Linked DNA regions of Muntiacus reevesi: region 1 is linked to region 2. A link is a contact called in public Hi-C data. All regions are on one chromosome and are shown on one strand. The core of a region is the stretch at or near the end of the contact, and the rest is flanking DNA. Distances in the headings are between cores, read along the strand shown. Region 1 holds the start of RNASEH2B (ribonuclease H2 subunit B). Region 2 holds the start of TRIM13 (tripartite motif containing 13).

Region 1 (4,427 bases), core at 1,274-3,773, 860 kb before region 2:
TTTTCTACTGTAAAGCATGTATCGGGTAGCCCTTCATTAATTTGCCTTACACAAACTACAAACATCTCCAGTGAAGATGTGGAGCAACGGGAACGCTCACACAGCTGGGGGAATAAATCGGTACAACCACTTTGGAAAACTGTTGAGTAGTATCTACCAAAGCTAAACACACAATATCCAGGGCCAGCAATTCCACTCCTGGGTTGGCACCACAGAGAAATGACCACGTCCAGCTACTTAAAGCCTCATAAAAGTGTTTTTAGAAGTGTAACTCGTAATAGTTACAACCAGGAAAAAATAATCCAAATATCCATCCTCAGTAGTGGAAAAAAATAATATGACTATGCATACAATAAATAGACACAGCATACATACATGAACCAACATGCATACAAATGAACCAACAAAGCTGAACACAGTTACAGACTACAGATGAGCCTCCCAGATATAATGCTGAGTGAAAGATGCAAGGGATAAAGAATCACATGTTTGACCAAACAGGCAGAACAAATATCTGGTGACAGAGTTCAGCAGAGAGGTTACTGAGGCCATCTAGAACAGGCAAGAGGAGCTCACAGGATAAGTTCAAGGTCTTGACGTGTGGACTGGTGACAGGGGTGTATACATATGAAAAGTTCACTGACTTGCACACTTAAAACTTCTACACTTTACTACACGTATATGGGCTTCCCAGGTGGCTCAGCAGTAAAGAATCTGCCTGCCAGTGCAGGAGAGGCAGGTATGATCTGGGTCTGGATCCGGAAGATCCCCTGGAGGAAGAAATGGCAAACCACTCCAGTGTTCTCGCCTGGGAAATCCCATGGACAGAGGAGCCTGGCTACAGTTCATGGGGTCACAAAGAGTCGGACCGGCCATGACTAAGTGATTAAATAACAACAATATTTATATTTCTTTATAAAGGGACAACAATATGTATATTATAATTCTTTACAAAGAGAAGAAAAGTTAAACACATACAAAATATCCTTGACAGATTATCCTGTAATAATTTTCAATATCCATCATAAAAATCTTCCCTGATGGCTCAGAGGGTAAAGAATCAGCCTCCAATGTAGGAGAGATAAGAGAGTTAGGTTTCATCCCTGGGTCAGGAAGATCCCCTGGAGAAGGAAATGACTACCACTCTAGTATTCTTGCCTGAAAAACCCCATGGACAGAGGAGCCTAGCAGGCTATAGTCCAAGGGATCAGAGAGTCAGACACCGCTGAGTAACTAAGCACACATAAAAATCTAAATTACTGGGCAACTACATCTGACATCAGAGTATCATTTACTGCAAAAATACTGCATTTGCTGAGCTACATCTCAAAAGTAGATACAGAGAACAATAGGTTTTCCTATATTCAATTATGCCACCAATTCAATGTATCCTTCTATTAAAAGGCCAAAACTTTCTAGCTTGCACTCCCTGGTCCCAAACTCCATTTATTCTGCCCCTTCATGACATCATAGGTGGCAACTGATGTCCATTATCCCTAGCCCCTGCAGGCCTGGATGTGGTCACCATCCTGGGGAAGCTGACAAGGCTGGCTCCAGCCCTTAGCTACCTGCCTGAATCTCTCCGAATCACCCTTGTCCTAACCCCCGCCACCATGCAGCCTCACAAATCAAGGCCTGTGCCAGCGCAGGGAAAGTGTTAAGGAAGCACAGCCTTCAGGTCAATGCGGACCTATCGGATTCTAGGTTTCGATCCAGTAGGGCTCAGACGCTAAGCCAACTGCCAACTAGAAGATACCAAATTACACCCCAAGAGCAGACACCCCCAGGCCTCGCCGCTGGCCCCCAGGTCCTGAAACCACGCCGCCCCCTCCAGGCCACCCGATCCACAAAGAACCCGAACCGGGAAAATCCACTCGGTGTGCTTCTGCGCTTCCGGCTCAGGTTTAAAAAAAACAAAAAGCGCAACGGAGGGCACTGTGACCAAGATGAGGAGCCACGTGTTCCGGGTCACACACGGGTCCCCCACGCGCGGCCGCGGGGCGCGCAGGGCTGGGGTCGGCGGCCCCTAGGCTCGGCGCTGACTCGGAACAGTCAGGGTGCGCGCGCGGGGGACCGCGGGCCAGAGGGGGCGCGCCCCGTCACCGAGAACCCGCCCAGCGCGCTCTCGGGCCGGGCCGCCCAGGGCAGGAGGTCGGGCCGCGCGCGCGCGCCGCCGCCCCGGGGCCGGCGTGGTTACCTGGGAGCAGGAACACGTGCTGCCAGACGCGAGCGCCGTCCCCGCCGTCCGCGCCGCGCGCCATGCCGCTCGTCCGCTCCCGGCAGCCGCGGGCCTCAGCCCTCGGAGCGCGGGCTCGGCGAGAGGCGGGTGGCAAATGGCGGGAAAGGCGTCGATTCCGGGAATGCGGCGGGGCCCGGGGCGCGCGGCCGGCCGGGCGAGCGTCGTTTCGTTTCCGGAGTCCGCCAGCGGCCCGGATTTCAGAGTTTAAATTGAGCGCCGGGCCCAGGCTGCCGGCCCCCTGGCTCGTCGCCCGCCGGCGGGGAAGGGTCGCGGCCTCTACCCCCTCCGCGGCTCGGCCAATGGGAGCTGCTCACCCGCGGCGCCCCGTGACGCGGCCCGGGGGCGGGGTCGCCTGGGCCCCGGGGCTCCGGGTCCGCGTTCCCTGCGGCCTTCCGCGCGCGCGGCGGGGGCGCGGCGCCGGGGAGATCGCGGCGAGGCCGGGTCCCTGGGCCGTGGGGGGCCCGGAGGCTTGACGCTCGCCGCCCCAGAAGGCTGGCGAACGCGCGCACACCTGGCAGGACGCAGAGCCTGGCGCAAATCCATCCTGAGGACAAGAACCGTCACACCCGAATCCTCACGCTGCTGTTCCTCGTCAACGTTTCTGGATAGCGCTTGCATTCTGCGTTGGAATTAATGCCAGAATCTGGTGTGCTCAGTGATTCATGACAGAATGCATGCAAAGCAGACCTCAAGTTGGGTTTAGTCCTCATTACTCCAAAGAGGGGCACAGTTTGAGGCCCCAAGTGTACATTGGTTGTTTTGGAAGACGTTGATCTGTAACGAGTTAAAAGTCAAGACTTTTAAAAAGCGATGTTTACAAAGTCAGAGTCATGATATTTACGTATTTAAACTTCTCAAAATTTTAATCGTACACGGTTTTAGAAAAGGTACCAAGTGTGTGCCTCATACTTTTAAGTTTGACACCCTGCTACCCTAGATCCCTAATCCCCCTCCCCTGTTAACCGTCTCGTATCTGTTCTTCCAGAATTTTCCCATTCACAAACAAGTTCCTGTGTCTTACTCTTATTTTGCACAAATGAAAGAGTAATATGCATAACTCTTAAGGCACTTAACGTTTCTTGTTTAATCTTGAAGATAGTTAAATGCTGCAGCACTAGATCATCTCGCCTTCCGAAAAGATTCTCTGTTTCAATCCTATTTCCCACCAGGGCAGACAAATGCAACTGAAGGTGACTGCAGGACACACCTGGCAGAGAGGAAGCCTTTCTGGTAGAGGAGGGGCACCCAGAGGCCAGCTCTGGGGCAGGCAGCAGAGGGGTGGGTATTGCTCTAGAGCTATTTTCATCTTTCTCTGATCCCTTCCAGCCACTGACTGTTTGAATATGTGTTTTTACGTGGTTGTTTTCACAGTGCAAAGACTATTTTGTCTGCTCTTCTCCCTTAACATTGCCATAAACACTTTTCCCATGGCATCCAGAACCGTCATTGGAGACAGGCTATTTCACACTGCTAATGTACCATGGTTACTCACCCATTCGTTAACCTGCAATATTTAGGTTATTTCAAACTGTTATTCTAAACAATGCTATAATGTATACTATATATGGACTATGCAGTGGGAGTGTGTGCTCAGTCACTTCAGTCGTGCGACCCCTTAGACTATAGTCCCCCAGGCTCCTCTATCCATGGGATTCTCCAGGCAAGAATACTGGAGTGGGTTGCTATGCCCTCCTCCAGGAGATCTTCCTGACCCAGGGACCAAACCTGAGTCTCCTGCACTGCAAGCGGATTCTTTACCCACTGAGCCAAGCAATGAACTAGAGGTATACATAGTGAACTAATGTACACATGGCAACGTGGATACTTTATATCAAGAGGGGAAAAAAAGAAGGAGGAAAAGATTTAGAGCAGAAAAAAAAACTGGTAAATTAAAAATACATAAAACAACCTATCTTTTAGAAGGATACATGCACATTTAAGGCTATATATCAAACACATAAGAAATGGGTGTCTTAAAACAGGAAAAGTATGGGATAAGGAATGAGAAGACAAGAAATATCAAATAAAAGAGGGGTTGGAGGGGCACGTGGATGACTGTCACTATGTCCTGTGAATGAGAATATAATTCATTGTAGGTACAAGTATGAAAACTTTCTTTTTTTAATGTGCTGAAACAAATATCTCTATGCAATTTCATTTATTCATTAAAAAATTAGTTAAGTACTTT
Region 2 (4,346 bases), core at 597-3,096:
TACAATGCCCACCTCATAATGTTCTTGGAAAGATTAAGTAATGTGTGACAACCTTGTAAACTATTGACCTATATCAGTGTAAGGTGATTTAATTAACATGTGTGTGTATAGATACGGTATGGTTGGATGGCATCACCGACTCGATGGACATGGGTTTGGGTGGACTCCAGAAGTTGCTGATGGACTGGAAGGCCTGGTGTGCTGCAGTTCATGGGGTCGCAGAGTCGGATACGACTGAGCGACTGAACTGAACTGTAACTACACATTTACAGTGTTATGTTAGAGCATGAGTGTGTTAACCAAGAGAAGTCCTAAGACAGTTGGACTCTGTTGAACTATCATTTCAAGGGAGGGCAAAGTAAGTGTTACATAGCATAGCAGGTGCAAAGCACGGTTGGTGGAGATGGGCATAGCTGAACAGCTGTGGCAGAAGTAGGGCCAGGTAACCAATACATGCAGAGAATAAAAATAACCTGGTGTTACAGAAAGACTTGCCAGAGAGGCCTAGTATGTCAGCTGGTGCAAAAAAAAAAAAAGACAACAGTATTTTTAGGGAAAGACAGGAGAGTATGAAGAAATATATCTTCTTACTGTGCAAGACAGACGTATAAGCAGTTAATCAACAACTCCATCAAGTTCTACCAGAGGCACTGGCTATATAAAAGAAATTCTGCTTTTAAAATACCTATTATACCTATTATATACAGATCTCTAGGGTCAGAAAACTCAAGCCCTATTGTACAAACCCAAGCAGCAGTGACACAGGAAATTGAAAAAAAAAAAAAAGACAAACCCTATTTAAAAGCAAAAGTTGTTGTAGCCTCTTTTCCTTTGCAATACAAATCTTTGGATTATGTTTCAAATAACTGTTATATAAAGAATGTCTAAGTACTGAATCTATTTTTCTGGGTTTTGACAAAATATGAAAAGAACAAAGACCATTTATGAGGATGGGAACACACACTCGACAGAGTTCAATTTTGAAAGGTTCTGGGCCTGAAGAAATTGGGTGCTTTTTTGCTTAATGTAGGGAAAAGTATTGTAGTTTACCTCTGTCACTTACAAGCCAGGAGTACTGGTCGGGGTTACTGTTTCCCAAGGCAAAGCAATCAGGTTTTGGTTTCTTTTTTCTTCAGGTCGTGACTGGTAATCAAAACGAGGTTACTGCAAATAAAGAACAAAGAAAGAAGAGTGTTATACATTTATCTGCACAGGATCCTTAGTCTTGACCCTCAACGTTTTTTTCAATCATCTCCCCCCGCCCCCAAAGAAGGCCAGCCGGCAAGGACCTGGTGAAAAAGCCGGGAGCCTGGGAGAGCCTGGCGATCTTTTGTGCTAAGGAGCTTCACGGCGAGGGGGCCCTCCCCCGGCACCAGGCACCTCCCCACGTTCAGTACCAGAGGGTGGTGGTCGCGCGCTCAGACTCTGGTTCACGGTCGCCTCTTCTTTTGTAGGCGATCCCGAGGAGCGGCGATGAAGCCAGGAGAGCAGGGTAGCGGAGCAGATTTCCTGGAGCCCTGCCGCGCTGGCCCGGCCCCCGGCCGCCCACCCGCACGCCGTTCCCCCCACCTCCGCTTCCCGGGCCCGGCTGCTCTCCGCGGGGACCCGAGCCAGACCGAGCTCTCCGCCAGCCCCCACGCACGCAGGTGCCCGCCCAGCCAGGGCAAGTCCCCACCCCGCTTCCCCAGGAGAAGCCGGCCGGCGCGTACTTATCTCGGACCTCCGGGGCCGGTGGCGGGGAGTCGCCGGGAGCCGCGCAGCGGCCAGTCCTCCGGCCGTGGGTACCGCGCGTTTACGAGGCGGGAACGGCTGCAAAATGGACTCGCGGCGCCGACGGGCCCCGCCCCGACGCCCTCCTTCCCCCGGCACCTCGGCCCGCCTTCCCGGCCGAGCCGCGCCTTTGTTCCGCCTCCCGGGGCTCGCCTTTCCCCGGGGGAGGGAGGCCGCGGGTGAGGGGAGGCGGGAGTCCTTCCGGTATCTCCAACCGCCGCCTGCAACCGCCACCGCGCGCGGCGCGCGGGGCCGAGGGGCGGGCTCCCGGCGGCGCGGGCTCCCGGCAGCGCGCTCCGCTCGCTTCGTGAGGGCTGCGCGCGCCCGCGGGGCTCCGTGCCCGGGGCGCCGGGCCGGGGACGCGGATCGCGCGGGTCCGCGGGCTGGGCCCGGGCAGAGCGCGGGCGACGGGAGGCGGCGTGGTCCCCGGTGGAGCCGCCTGGGAAGGAAGCCGGCGCACAACGAGATGGTTGGGTTTGGATTGTTGTACTTTTTTTTTTGTTCGTTGCATTTTTAGGAACAAAAAAAAAAGCCCAACCCTTCACACCGCTTCATCTGCATCTCTCACGACCAGCAGCTCGGCCTCAGCGGCTTGGGGGAGACGGAGACGGCTGTCCGCCTGCACCCCACAACCCGGGGTGCGTGGGATGGGCACTTGGCGCAGGGACCAACGCCAGGGCTGTAGCCAAGGGCTCCAGCCAGAGCACAGTCAAAATAGTTAACTATTGCCGCCCCCGCCCTCACCATCTATTTCTTTGCAGGCTTTAGGTTGAACACGAGGGACCCAATTCAAGGTTTCTTTTTAGGAAAAACACCACTGCCCTTTCCTTTGGAGAGAAAGAACTTAAATACAATTAGCCGCTAGCCTGACTCAGTATTCTGACGTCCAGCCCCCTATATAGGGACCTTCTCTAATAGCAAAGGCGTTAAGCACTTACAAACGAGCAATTACAAGATTACAAAGGTGAAAGAATGGTTTCTCCCAAACTTGCAGCCTTGAGGGATGTGAACCAAGGACAAAAATCACAGAATATGCCCTGGGGTTGAGTTCACCCCCATTTGAGGAAGTCTGTGCTTTGGAAGTAGAATTCCTGGGGAAAAGGATTGGTACTTGGGTCCAGTCACTAATAATGCTTAGCACAATCGCTGTAAAAAGCTCCTTCCCACTCCCTTCTAAGATATCCAGTTCCTGACCGTGCTTGGGTCCCATAAAACCCAGTTTTGTGTGTATCTCTGTTAAACCCAATTTTGCCTTTGAAGAATATGTTGCCGTCAAATATAGTCACAATCTGAAAGTTGAGAAATATGATTTATTCAGTGGGAATTTTTAGGACTTCAAGCCTGGGAGACAGCATCTCAAGTGACCCTGAGAGAGCTGCTGGGGGTGGGGATGGGTAGGGAGGTCAAGTTATATAGAAGCGTGCAACAAAGGGCAGGTAGTCTGAACATCAAAAGAATTTTTGTGAATTAAAGAAAACCAGATATACCTCAAGGAATGTAGTGTTTTCTATGTACCAGAAGATGCAAGCGTCTGGGCTCACTGAAATCATTCTTTTCATATGCGTCTCAGCTATCTGGGGCCATATCCTGTTTTTTTCTCAGTGCTCACCATAGGGAACAGCTGCAGCCTAATGGCTGCCCTGCAGCAGGTATTATTTTCCTTCCTGGTTGCCCTGAATGGCTGGAATCACTGATGACTGTGACATCCTTGTTTATTGATATGGCAGGAAATACTCCATTTCTCAAAATAGTCCCTATATTTATGGCATTTTGTCTGCATAAGAACACTGGAATGGCTATTGTGATCTGCAACCTATAGATGAGGAAACGGATGAAGTGATATTTCCAAGACAAAAAACAGGCAGAACAGACTCTGAAGTCAGATTCCAGGTACACAGTCTTTCTATAGCAAGGTAACTGTCAGTATGAAAACTGCATCCCAGTCTCCTACTAAATAAGTGTTATTTAAAAAACACCTGTTTGTATAAACATTTTGAATTACCCTAATATTAAAATGATACAGGAGTGAAAGGTTATCAATTCATAAATCAGAAATTAGCCTTATGTAATTATGTGATACTTATGTGTATCTGATTGGTGGTGGTGATGGTGGTGATTTAGTCGCTAAGTAATCTCGGATTCTTGCGACCCCATGGGCTGTAGCCCGCCAAGCTCCTCTGTCCTTGGGATTCTCCAGGCAAGGATATTGGAGTGGATTGCCATTTCCTTCTCTAGGGGATCTTCCCACCCAGGAATTGAACCTGGGTTTCCTGCATTACAGGCAGATTCTTTACCAACTGAGCTGTGAGGTAATCCCTCTGGTTGGTGGTAGATATTAATAAATAAACTTCTGGTCAACTAAATGAACACATTGGTTAAATCCGCATAGAAATGCCTAGTTTTAAAAATTAACTACTATGAAAATGTTGTGTAATAAACTCTCAAGTGTAGAAAAATAGGGAAGGAAGAATAACCTATTTTCCTTCCCATGGCCCTAATTTTGTAAATAGACAATCAGGGAATCACCACATATAGTACTACTAGAAAAAGAGAATTACTGTTGGATTAAAACCTAC

What was found. A called contact is a pair of places that touch in the nucleus more often than the background predicts.
Region 1: a Hi-C map of muscle shows a contact between it and region 2, with 4 times the contacts expected there. The contact joins the promoter of RNASEH2B here to the promoter of TRIM13 in region 2. A contact is called at or near these places in 2 of 3 Hi-C or Micro-C datasets (blood and muscle).

Annotation. Positions count from the first base shown.
Region 1 is chr11:18,951,860-18,956,286 of mMunRee1.1, reverse strand. RNASEH2B (ribonuclease H2 subunit B) reads right to left here and starts at 2,523. Exons shown (of 11, transcript XM_065902156.1): 1 at 2,198-2,523. The coding sequence starts at 2,261.
Region 2 is chr11:18,092,941-18,097,286 of mMunRee1.1, reverse strand. TRIM13 (tripartite motif containing 13) reads right to left here and starts at 1,846. Exons shown (of 3, transcript XR_010658527.1): 1 at 1,710-1,846; 2 at 1,051-1,164. LOC136144367 (collagen alpha-2(I) chain-like) reads left to right here. Exons shown (of 8, transcript XM_065902189.1): 8 at 1,455-1,953. The coding sequence ends at 1,953.